Regions from separate parts of the Gossypium arboreum genome. Here region 2 is linked to region 1. Evidence: chromatin contacts called from public Hi-C data. All regions are on one chromosome and are shown on one strand. Each heading gives the region's core, a stretch centred on a gene start, on an enhancer-like site or on the middle of the called end of the contact. The rest is flanking DNA. Distances are from core to core; before and after follow the strand shown.

Region 1 (2,700 bases), core at 34-2,533:
CAGAAAAGATATAACACAAGTTCATAAAATTACAAATGGGATAGTCTTACCTCCTAAGCAAAGAAAACAAATATTTAAACTTTAAAATATTGATTGAAATGAGAAAAGACCTGACCAAATTATTCTCCAGATAGCTTAATGATAGTTAGAGAACTAAAAAAGCATTAATTAAAATATGAAGCAACAATGAGACTTGCTTTAGTATCAAGATATGCCATATATTTAAGCAACAAACTACACAAGATTTGATTATTACTAGCTAAAAAGAACAGCAATGAAAAACATCAAAACTTTAAAAAAAAATTAAGGTGATAATAAGAAGGCAAAAAAAAGAAGATACCTGAGCTAATGTTAATCCTTTGTTTTGATGACACTTAACAAGCTGGTCATAATGTTGCTTAATCTTCCTCTGCGTAGCACTACCTGTTGATGTAAATGGATACAAGCAAACCAGCTCCGGTTTGATCCGACAACCCGGATCCCCCCGACCCGATTCTTCCTTTTTCTTATTCTCCTGCTCTGAACAACTACACCTTCCGTCACCATTTTCTTCTTCACTTTTGGAATCCAATCTCTTCTTCTTCCCTCTTCTCTTCTTCTTCTTCGTCCTCTGATCCTCACCACCTGATTCACACCGCTCCCTATCTCGATCCGACCCGACCCGACTGGCATCCCCTTTTTGTTGGTTCTCCCCGGTAAACAAACCAGCCCATTTTGCAGAATCGGAAGGCATAATCTGTAAAAGAAGAGTATGGGGCAAATGAGTAGAGTCGTTTCCCCGGGTTTGTGCCCTCGTATCAACAATATCGGGAAAACAGCAGTTCAAAAGGGCAGAATCATTCTGGGGGTTGCCTTCTTCTTGTAGTTGTTGGTGTTTATGGAGTTTTTTATAGTGAAAAGAAAAGAATAAGAATAAGAAAGAGAGGACGAAAGAAAGGAGAAAGAAGAAGAAAAACATTTGGAAAGGATAGGAGCAAAGCAAAGTAAAAATATGGAAGGCAAAGAAAGGAAAAGGAATGTTATATATAAACTCTTTTTTTTTTTTTGTCTGTTTAAAAGATAAAAAGGAAAACTATGGCAGAAGAAGAAGAAGAAGAAGAAGAAGAAGAATTGAAGGTTTAGCCGCCATTAAAACGCGTCATCACGACAAAACAATATACAGAGCGAGAGAGGGATAAAATGTTTTGATGTTTGGTTACAAAGAGGTTTATGTTCCTTCCTAGTACTAATGCACAAATGAAAATTGTTTCTCAATTCTGATTTCTTATCATATCTATATAATTCACTACTTATCTTTTCATTTTATAATAAGATTTAAATCAATGTTTGTCTCAATATAATTATTTTATAATTTTTTTCACTTACACAATTGATTAAGCCTTGTCACATTCGATAAATTTAGTTCAGTTGTGAAATTATTAAAATATTATTTTTATAAAATAACAATGTTATTTTTATAACTTTATATATGAATTTTAAACTTAAAATATTATAATTTTAATATCTTAATTTTACCCTTTAAACCAATTTTAAAATATGTAAATATGAACCTAACGCACCACAATAATATCTAAGTTTTATTATAGTTTTTTACTCATTTAATATTTAGTTACATTAATGTCACCCATCAACAAAGTTTCGATTTAATTGTAAAATCACTAACAATTCATTCCTTTTACAAAGTAAGAAATATTACAATAAAAATATTTTTATCTTTTTATCTTTTATGTAATATGTAGAAAAAATAAACATGTAATAAGATTTCAACTTAAACGTCTTAGTTATATTTTTTCACTCATGTGCCATAAATTGATATATATGTGTGTGATATATTTGCTTATTTATTTTTTATATTAATGTTCAATTATTTTCTTGCCGAAAATAATCATATTTTTACTTGCATCAAGGGATTAATGGCAATGGGAATTAAAGCATTGATCAAAGGGCAGAATAAATGTAGTTGCCATCTTATGATATCATAATTTGTATCCTCGTAATTAATTATTTTTTAAATAGTTATGCTTTTTTCTTTTTGTGTTATTTTTTATTCTTGTTTATTCTACAATATTCATAGTAAAGTAAATTAAGTTGGGAATCTTCTTACTCAACATAAAAACCCTGCATGCATTGTTCAACAGATTGAAGAGAAAAATAGAAAATTGTAAAAGTTCGTGGGATAGTATTTACCAATGTCTTGTTAGCAAAGAGAATCCAAAAGGAGGTAGGTAGGGTCCTAGCCCCTAGATATTATTTTGATTTTTTTTTTTTTTTAATTTTGGATGCCAAAGGGCAAGGGTGAATCCAAAACGAGCAAGCAAGGCCTTAGCCCCCTTGGATATTATTTTGAATTTGTATTTTTTTTTATGCCAATGTACAGAAGGCAAATCTAAAATAGGCAAGTAAGGGCTACCCTTGGATAAAGTGGATTTATTGTAATTTTGCGTTTTCATATTGTTTTTTAATCCATTTTTCATGAAATTTTCAAGTTCCTCCATTTATTTTCTTATTCCACCTCTACACCAAATTTTCATTGCTTTGCTCCTACTCATTGACATCTAAAGTTTTAAAAAAAAATTAAAAAAATCTTCTTCTTTTTTTACTTGAGTAAAACAATCACATTACGGGGATTGTTGGTAATGGGAATTAAATTGGTTGATCTCAAGGTAGAATCATGCGGTGGTCAACATGTGAGGTCATAAT
Region 2 (2,733 bases), core at 19-2,518, 43 kb after region 1:
TTGCGCAACAGCCTCATCAGTGGTAAGACTCCTTTTATAAGGCGCACATGTCTTCACTAAGGGAAGACTACTTGGTTTGGAACCCAAAGTCCTCGCCAAGGATGCTACGGACTTGGATATAATTCCCTCGTTTTAGTCGAAGGTTCTTGCACTGATTTCATATGATCGTCTGCGCCTTCCGACAGTTGGAAAAGTAGTAGAACCCTGCTGACCCCCCACATCACTCCCCTTCAACTGGTACAGATGCTGGAAGATAGAGAGCATCGGTACTTCACGACGCTGACAGCTATCGAGAAAGTACACCATGGCTAGCCACTAGGAAAAACTGGATAGTTAACCAGGAGTGAAGCTGTAGTTTTAAGGAGGTTACATAAGAAAGAATGTAAGGGTAGGTGAAATCCCGCTTCTAGGATGTGCAACGGGAGAAGGAAACTATCTTTCATTGCCTCACACACACAGTGTGACCTCGAAGGGATGAAAAATTCATAGGCAAAGTAGGAGAGCTTTATTCCCCGTACAGTCAGAGCCCGTTCCATTTCATTCGGTGTGGTGATGCAGATATAGGGCTTCTTAGTTATAATGACTAGAACCAGACGGGCCACAACGATGTGGTTTTGGGCTTCTCTCATCCTCACCATGATTTGAATAAAAGGAAAACAGAAATAGAAACTAAGAAGTAGAAAAGATTTGTGAGAATTACCTCAATTCCACATTGCAGAAAATACCAAACAGTGAAGAAACCTAAACCCTTGAAGATCCCCTTTTTAAGAAAGGTTTCTTAAACTGTTTGGATGGCCAAAAATGAACTAACGACCCAGATACAAGTAAGAAGAAACGATTCATCTCTCAACAGTCATATGTGCGCATCCATTACCCGGGTGCACACATGGCAAGGCAGCTGTTATGCACGACGACTTGCGTCGTACCCAACAAGCTGTGTTCGAAATGGACCTAAGGCCCGCCACTTTATAACGTCCCTTAGGCCTACTAAGGAGGGACTGGATTGTTAGGATTTGGTAACCGTTAGCCCAAATGACCCAATAGGGCCCGGGTCTCTGACCCGAATAGACCCAACCCGGAAGAAGAATGTTCACCGTAAAGATAGTTTACTAGGGACTCCACTGGGATATTAGATGTTCGCAAAGATAGCTCGTAAGGAGAGCTCGCGTAAGCTTTGCAAGAACAGGGTCGCGTGCTATGTCCGTAGAAGGGATCACGAGCCCTACAAGGGACCCCCGCTCGTGACTAGTTGGTACGAGACTCCCTAGAGGTGTCAGTCCCAAGATAAAAAAAAACCGCGTGCTCCACAGACGCGTGTCCAATAAGGCAAGGGATGCCCAAGGAATGTCTGCACCAAAGACAAGGAATATCAACGTCATCGACCCCAAGACCAAGACAAGATAATGGACCCTACTGTGAGTTGTAACAATAGCAATAGGAACATGCATAAATACCCTTGCGTTTCACTTAATACGACACGAAAAAAAATATTACTCAACAATATTTATATTTGATGTACTTACAGTATGGTAAATTAGATTTGAACATATCATTATTTTTACCTCTTTGACATCAAGAATTAAAAAAAAAAATCAAAAGAATATCCTTTCCGGGTTTATACACATTATTTTTTATCATTTAATATACGCAGTATGAATAAAATTATCAGATCAGAGATCATGAAAGACATGATTTTATTATCTTCCAGAACAAAACAATGATAAGATTGCTTCCCAGATTGTTCAAATATATAAGACTACAAGACAATCCACTCATTTACTACCAGAAACCAGAGGCTTCCCTGCTTATCCTAAACAACAGAACACTTTGCGCATGGACTCGGTACTTTGTCTCAATGCGCAGCTTCTACGGATTTCCATTGCTTTTCCGGTTTTCTATATATCATGCAGGAATACGTATTTGTGTATATACATAGAGCTTATTCTGCAATCACTTCACAATCTAATAAGCTTTTTGCCAAGGGGCGTGTTGTATAATTGTACAACTTCACCCTGTAAAAGCCAAAATAAATGGTTGCGATCTTAATTTACTTGAAAGACAAGAATACGGAGTGACGGGTTGGATATAGAGAAAATGATTTGTTTCTTTCATATGTTTCTGATGTGTTCATCAGCTGCAAATGACCTCCACAGAGAGTTTCTTCATCACATTAGGACACGGGTCTCCTCCAAACATTTCGGGTGCTACAGTCACTGTGCAGAAGTTCTGTCCAACACAAAGCTGAAAGCACGAAAACATATGTCAATGTTCATGTAGCAATGAACCAAAAAGCAAAGCGTTAATGTAAGAAAGTATCATACCCTAGTAAAAGCATCATAAGAGTGGTGAGCGTGACAGCTTCCTTCGCGGTAGCTTCCACAGACTCCTCCTGGTGTTCCAAAACTGGCAAACTTAACTGCTGAGATTTTTTGCCCAGCATCGCACTCTAAATGCACTTTTGGCCTTAGGGGTTTGTTGACTTTACCAGAGGCTTTCATCAGGTAATTCATTAGGTTCGGTTGCCACTCGTAGATATCAGCACAGACACTGTCAGTTTCTCGGCGTACCAAAGTAATTCCATTCGGATCTCCACCCCATTCCTCAAACACAACCAACAAATTCCCTGTTGGGTTGAGCCATGAACGAGGAACGTGGTACCTATATTAAGTTAGTAACCATAAGTCAGTCTATCGAAAACTCCTAGATTGTCGGACAAACAGCAAAGCAGATTGG

Evidence for each region. A called contact is a pair of places that touch in the nucleus more often than the background predicts.
Region 2: a Hi-C map of leaf shows a contact between it and region 1, with 2.2 times the contacts expected there. The contact joins the enhancer-like site here to the promoter of LOC108470598 in region 1. A contact is called at or near these places in 2 of 5 Hi-C or Micro-C datasets (both in leaf).

Annotation. Positions count from the first base shown.
Region 1 is chr10:6,669,114-6,671,813 of ASM2569848v2, forward strand. LOC108470598 reads right to left here and starts at 1,284. Exons shown (of 6, transcript XM_053020598.1): 1 at 341-1,284. The coding sequence starts at 958.
Region 2 is chr10:6,712,018-6,714,750 of ASM2569848v2, forward strand. LOC108473675 (beta-galactosidase 1) reads right to left here. Exons shown (of 19, transcript XM_017775376.2): 18 at 2,322-2,658; 19 at 1,678-2,241. The coding sequence ends at 2,131. Among protein-coding and RNA genes, the nearest start is that of LOC108473675, 6.8 kb to the right of the region's middle. Within about 2 kb of position 1,269, at least 1 of the 2 cell types and tissues checked has an H3K27ac peak or open chromatin away from gene starts, as enhancers often do. A contact at or near this core is called in leaf, where this site is marked.